2 separate regions of the Oryzias latipes genome follow, and region 2 is linked to region 1. Evidence: chromatin contacts called from public Hi-C data. All regions are on one chromosome and are shown on one strand. The core of a region is the stretch at or near the end of the contact, and the rest is flanking DNA. Distances in the headings are between cores, read along the strand shown.

Region 1 (3,508 bases), core at 270-2,769:
TTTTATTAACACTCGATGACATTTTTGAAGGTATCAGACGGGATGTCATTTTAGAACTAATTTTAAAAAAATAAAATAAAAGGGCAACTTGGTTATAACAGCACAGTCTGAAAAGATAAAGAGAAACACAAACAGAATTTATGAAGCCTGATACTAATAATGTTTACTCTTATGTAAACATAATATACATTTCCATATTTTGTGTCCATTTACTGTACTGGCAATTTACAAACAAAACAATATTGTGTTTAAATCCAGATTATAGTTGAAGTTTAAAAGATGATACACAAAAAAAGTTAATTATTTTTCGGCCATTAGTTTTTACAGCAAATTTAAATAAATAAAAAACTTTAATTTTAGGGGTTTGAGAGTTATGAATAAATATGACCTCTAGGGGGCGACAATGGCTCCTATTCCTGATTTGTGCGCCAACAGTGCCATCCAGTGGTGGCGCATAGATACTGCTCCATGTCGAATGCAACAAGTGTCAAGAGATGTAAATATGCTTCCAATTTTTAACTGAAGTTTAGACCGGATGTGAGTGATTATAAACAAAACTTTTTTCCACGCTAAAACTTTCAAAATAAGATTAAAAATAGTTTTATTGACAGATGATGCTGGGCGTTATTGAAATATTGGCTGTTATTGTGAAAAGCTTACAGTGTGTTTTAACCTGTTTATTCAATGAACCTCGCGGCATAAAGCACCTCGCGTGCCCACATGCAAGTCTAGCATCCTCTCGCGGGCTGCTGACAGCCATGTTGCACATCTTCACAGTCAAGCGCGTAACATAAGGCTGAGAAGGGATGAGGTGGCCGGAAATGAAAGTTTTTCCTTCAAAATAAACGACAAGCGTGGCGTGTTTATACTAAGGTGCTTAAAAATGTTCTGTGTTTAAATATTTTAGATGTTTGCTGATATAGACAGACCAGGAAATGTTTGCATAAACAGAACAGTATTTTAATGAATGTCTTCAAATTCAGTTTTGCTTAAACATACACAGATATTACCAACAATTATTTTTTATCAAAAATGCAATATTATTTAAATCTAATGTGCAATACAAACTACTCAATAATTAGAAAAAGAACGAAATTCATCATATTGCTAATATTTGCACTATATCGAATGTCAATTTTGTACAACGTAGGATTAGGGTCACCATGAAAGAAAAAATATTATTTAACATATGTGAATACAGTTGTAAAAGTATGAAAAAAAAGTAATTTAAGAGACTAAACTTATGAGACCAAGTATTTTGAAAATATAGTTGATAGTGTTTGCCTCTATCCATTTTGTGTGCTGACTAAATCCATCAATGCACCAATCCCATAAATGGCTTCTCATATATTTAATTATTTAGTTGTTTTTATGGTGGGCTAAATACTCCGTCATACTTCTATATCAAATTCGTTTTATGTCCCCTTTTTGTTGTTGCTTACTTAGTTTACTAGTAAACTATCCTATTCCAAGTATTTTCCTGGGCTTTTATTTTCTAAACTCGAACCGGAAGTGACAGTAATTGCTCGGGGTTTGTTTGTTTTTCACAGCGAAAACCCCAAATCGTCTTATGGGTGTTTAGATCTCAACGGTTTTTCTGCTGTGTGCGGGAACTTGTTTGGACAGGCGAAGCGCTGGATGTAGCTTTATGCTTCTTCTCTGCTGGTGTTTAGTTTTATCTCTCCGTAGTTTTTCTCTCAAACTTGACGCCGGAGACCGTCCGCGCGGTGAGTTGCCTCTCCCTAAAAAAGATGAGCCGCTGCTCATCAAGTTTGCTATATAGCGGATATCCTCGAGAGAAGTGATGCTCGACTCCGTGAACTGTAGCCCCAGGGCTGATTTAAAAATTATTGTATTTGACTTTCTGCGGGTATTTGTTTTGGGAAGGTGTTAAATAAATGTGTGGATTTAACTTAAAGTCAGTGAGTCTTTTAAAAGGCGCTAAAACTTCAGGCAAACCCGTCACGCGGACAACACCCACTACTAGCTTAAAAATGTCAGCTTTTCTACGGCCGAATAGTCACTGTTTTACACTAAAAGCGCCTTTATTTGAGTTTTTAGCTAACTATAAAAGCATTTCCTTCTTTTTTTAACAAACGTGGGGGTTTATTTGAGCCGCTCAGAGCAACAGTTGCTGCTGCTGAGTTCAAACGGGGAGAAGCTAATTGCTTACCAGCTTCAAATAGACAAGATTCACCCCAACAACCTCATACATGTGGAAATGTTTAAATATATTCATCATTTAAATATTTATGGACGTCTAAATCATACTACACTTTAAAAAAAAGACTTGTTTGGGGGTTCAGATGCCAACTTTTGATCATATTTGTAGTAAAAAAAAAATTTCAATTACCACTATTTTATCCAAAAAAGTTGTTTTTATTGTTTTTTTTAAATATATATTATTATTAATATATATAAAAAGTATTTTCAAACTGTTATTTTCTCTCCCAACAGTGAACCAAATACATTGTAAGAGATAAATGTTGGTGTACGAATTTAAATGTTAGAACTGACGAAAGTTAAAGTTTATATTTTACAAAAATTGCATTTAAAGATTAGAATTGTTCTGTCAGGATCTTCGTTTATGATGTGCAGTCAGGAAGTGAAACCACGTGAAAACCTGTAACTGTAAGTTTAGTTTAAAATTCAGATTACAGATGGAAATCCTTTGGTCAGAACACTCTTTACTCTTGGCTGGAGGCTTTTATTTTGGCCATTTGGTGTTCGTAGAAAGCTTTTAAAAGAAGTTTAGTCCTACTGTAATACTTATTTGTCATCGTAAAGAGTCTCTGAATGAGTTTTTGCTGCTTGTTTTCTCTTTGCGTCTTTAGAAAATATCAAATCAGTCATCTCAGTTGTTGTTCTTTGACCTAAATGGTTGAATGTTAGTAGAATTACAGACAAATGTGTGGTTTAAATGTCAGTTGTATCGTCTACGGTGCATTATTGTTAATCCACTGCATAGTTTTAATCCCTCAGAATGCCTTAGCAATGGCTTCTGATACTAAAACACCGGATTACGGTCTTGACAACTTTGATTTAGTTTGTTGTATCTGAATACATCAGATTAGTCTATTTAAGGTTTTCGGTTTTTAATTTATAACAGAAAAAAACACCAAAAAATAATGCTTAAAATCTCCCTCACGGCATAAAAACGGTCTTTATTTCAGGTCCTGTGAGACGGGTTCTGCTGCCGCCCCGTCACGGATCGGTCCTCTCATCTGTTGAGTGTGAAGAGGAGGGGAAGCAAAGATGCCCAAACCGGTAAGCATTTTTCAAAGTAGACTTCAGTCTTAGAGACCAATAATAAAGCTTTTGCATTCTTTCCAGAGGAGATGGAGTTGCTCCTTTACTCCTAGCGTTGTGTTAAAGTGGTAGCTTCTCTTTTTCCACTTTCGTTGCTCGTCCTCCCAAGTAAACATCCAGCGATGGAAAGCTGCTGACCCTGCAGCCCTGCAGCTGCTGCAACACTGCTGCAATTGTTCTTAAGGGATGGGGAGTGTCC
Region 2 (3,479 bases), core at 675-3,174, 49 kb before region 1:
AGGGAGGCACGGAGGGAAAGAGAGCGCCGACCCAGCCCAACCAGGAGAGCAGCCCCCCCGGCACGCCGGGAGAACCCAACGCAGGGCCCCACCGGAGAAGGACGCCCACAGCCCCAAACGAGCACCCCACCACCACCCAGGAGTTCCGGGCATCCCCCCGCCCCAACCCCAGGTACGAGCCAGGACCCCCCAAGGGAGACCCGCTCCGCACTCCAGGCAGCCATCCGCCCGGCCCACGGTTGGTCCAGGGAGGAGCGAGGCAGGGGCCCGCCGCCCCCGCCCAGGAGGGGGGAACCCCGGGGAAAAAAGAGGGCCCACAAGGGGTGTTGTAAATATGGCCCGACCAGGCTCGGCCACAGTTGGAAATTTGGCGGGGCCCAGTACTCAGGAGCAAGGACCAGAACCCACCCCCCAGGGACCAGACACCCCGGGCTCAGATGTAATGTGAACCCCCCCACCGCGCGGAGAGAGTACCGCCGGGCCCAGGACGCCGGCACCCCGGGTGATGACGAATATGACGTCATCGATTTCACAAAGTTAAAATCTATTTGATATGAGCATTTTGCGATGATTATTTATTAATCCACTGTGTTCTGACGATAAAAACTTTGATGGTTTATAAAAAAATATACATTTAAATACATTTTTTGGGCAAAAATTGTTAAGACACAATGCATTGTGGTCTTTATTGGCCAATCCGGTGAGCTTGGATGCCCACTGACTTCTGGGAAATTTCTAGGGCACACATTGTAGATTCGGACAGCACTACAAATTGGGGAACGCACGTTATGGTGCATTATTTCATTCAGACACAACCGTTGTCCTCAAATTCGGACTTTACCACCGCTCGATGACATCATCAATAGCCGGCGGTGAGTTACGTTAGCACGTAGCTGCCAGCGCTCAGAAAATACATTACAACCTCGGTTTATAACTTTAAAAAAGTAAAGACGCTCATTTAAATGTAAACTCTGCTTCAGAGCACACCCACGCAAAGAAATGCATTTCTCCTCAGATCACCCTAACTGGCGGAGTGATACCCGACGTTTCACTACGGTGTTTCCTTAAAAAAAAAAAAAAACTTTTGGACACCACTACAGCTCCAAATGCCTGTACGATTGAAGCAATAGGAAGGGACTGGAGGGGTAGGAGAAGAATTCGGATTCAACCCAAGTCTTTCACACATTGGAATAGAGATGTGAAATAAAAAGCCCGGAGAAAGATTGACCAGATTTGCGGCGCTTTGACATCGGACGCCAAGCCTCTTCCAACTGTAGGTGACGGACGTGCACTGGTAAACGGTAGCAAAGCAAGAAAAAGAAGAGGAAGCCCCTCCCCTGCTCGACCAGTGTGAACACCGTGGGCGTATTTAAGAACACGACCGCTATGCGTCCGCTCCTCTCCACGACCCTCCACCGACCCGGACAACCCGATAACCTACGGCACCCGTACAGGTGACTAAGGCTTTAGAAACACTCAAGGAAAGTCATGTCTACCTTTTTACAGAGGGTACTATCTGCAGAGTATCTTCTCTCTTTTCTCTCTTGACCTGGAAATGAAAAGTGTTTGATGACCGTGGATGTATGTACTTAAAAAAAATGAATAATGCGTATCAGGACTCACTGGGAGAAGAAAGTGGAGACTTGACTTCTGGTCTTGGAGCTACTGGCTGAACTGGTCTAGTTTGTTTGGCAGCAAGTTTCTTCAGACTGACGCGTCTCTTTTCAAACATCTCCTGGACGGAGATCTGTTTCTGGAAAACTCGTTCAATCTGGTCCTGATGAAAAAAAAGAAAGCACACGTTAAATAAAGCTTTTGAAAGCTTCCAACTAATGTGGATTAAAATAGTCTTTCGGACCCTGAGCTGAGTGTTGAGCACTGTCTCGTACTGACAGCAGATGGCGCTGCGGTCCGTCAGAGTGTGCAAGGCTGCCGTGTCTAGGTATCGCTCCAGCTCTTGCAGAGCTGCCTCCGCTCCATCCTGGGACTGGCAGCGATCCACCGGCTGGCTGGCCAGCAGGAAGATGCCCTCTTCACACCACCCCGATGCCTTCCGGCAAAAAACAAAGAAACTCGTCAATCTTTCAGGAGACGACGAGAAAAGTCGGCTGGACCAGATTCCTACCTTCTCCAGAGCGTGGTGGAGCTCCAGAGCTCTAAGCAGGAGGCTCTTCTTGTGCCTCAGAGTGGAGCTAATCTCCTCACACACGTCTCTCAGCTCCCTGCACTTCGGCCTGATGGAGTCCTCGGCGTAGTGGGAGTTTTCGATCAGTCCGTCTCCTTCGCCGGCCAGGGACAGGGCAACATCCAGCAACGCCTGTTGAAGAACACTGATATCAGGAAGCACACGTCTATGTTGACCACAATTACTTCAAGATGTCCGTCACTTTCTCCTGAAGTGTGGAGAGTCCACAGAAATGACTGATCTTCAGGTGTAATCCAAAACAGTGACTGTACTGAATGGAGTAATCAGGTAAATCTGAGATTTTAATCCAAACTCCAGCAAAAAGGTGTTTAAGAACTTGAAAAGTCATATGATCTGCTTTAAATGCTTCAAATTCTTACAGATGAAACTCTGTAACCATAATGTTCAGTACCATGCAGCCTGTGGCGGTAGTGTCATGATGGGGTTTTGTTGTTTTGGTGCTAAAATTAGATCACCTGGATGCAGAGTTTTCATGTACAAAGTGCTGCCTGAAACATTTTTTGTTATCTGTTAGTGTTCCCCTCGTCCTCGTTTTTTTGGGAATGGAAGATGTGACGGAGCTGAGGTGGTTCCATAAAGGACCCGGTTTCTCCTTACAAAGGCTTTGTCCTCGTGGTTGCTGAGTTCCTGGAGGACGTGCTCGGCGTGGGCGGGGCTTACGCTGACCTCGGAGAACCCCGACAACCGCTCGGACGTCACGTCGAGCTGAGCCCGGATCTGTGGAGAGCAGAATAAGCCGTTGGAGTGCGTGCACGTGAGCAGACGGTTGCTTCCGCCTGGGCAGGACTCACCTCACGAAAGTGGTGCTCAAAGTGCCGGAGCTGCAAACACTGCTCCAGTTTGGTTCGGTGGCGCTCCCAGAAATCCTCAAACGCCGTCTCGGTCTCGTCCAGCTGGCCGATGAGTCTACGACCAAAGTGGAGTTAGCGGCTTGCCTCCATCATCGTTACAATTTTTCCATCTAACCTTTGGACCGTGGCGAGATTCTCCATTTCATCATGCGTCATATTGTATTCGGGATCCACCAGAAGAGGCTCGTTGATGATGTCCAGTAGACGCCTTCCTTGAGAGAGCGCCACCTGCAGGTCCTCCTGGAAGTGGAATCAAACGTTTTTTACGCACCCTGTAAGCGTTCGTACGGGAACTCTGGCGGGAGGCATCGCTCACCTTCATCTGCTCTTTTTTGCAAGTGTGCGCCTGCAGCAGGTTGGTGGTGGCTTCGGCATCGTTGGGCAGCTCCGTCTCGGCCAGCTCGGTCCCGAAGGCTTGCAGG

Evidence for each region. A called contact is a pair of places that touch in the nucleus more often than the background predicts.
Region 2: a Hi-C map of embryo shows a contact between it and region 1, with 2.0 times the contacts expected there. The contact joins the enhancer-like site here to the promoter of LOC101156069 in region 1. A contact is called at or near these places in 2 of 5 Hi-C or Micro-C datasets (both in embryo).

The regions. Positions count from the first base shown.
Region 1 is chr2:22,626,031-22,629,538 of ASM223467v1, reverse strand. It overlaps LOC101156069 (radixin), which reads left to right and starts at 1,519. Exons shown (of 15, transcript XM_004066609.4): 1 at 1,519-1,727; 2 at 3,174-3,267. The coding sequence starts at 3,256.
Region 2 is chr2:22,675,421-22,678,899 of ASM223467v1, reverse strand. LOC101165288 (guanine nucleotide exchange factor DBS) reads right to left here. Exons shown (of 33, transcript XM_023966166.1): 8 at 3,374-3,479; 9 at 3,173-3,297; 10 at 2,998-3,112; 11 at 2,804-2,923; 12 at 2,126-2,317; 13 at 1,859-2,050; 14 at 1,624-1,777; 15 at 1,497-1,549. Among protein-coding and RNA genes, the nearest start is that of LOC111949299, 5.2 kb to the right of the region's middle. Within about 2 kb of position 1,924, at least 1 of the 8 cell types and tissues checked has an H3K27ac peak or open chromatin away from gene starts, as enhancers often do. A contact at or near this core is called in embryo, where this site is marked.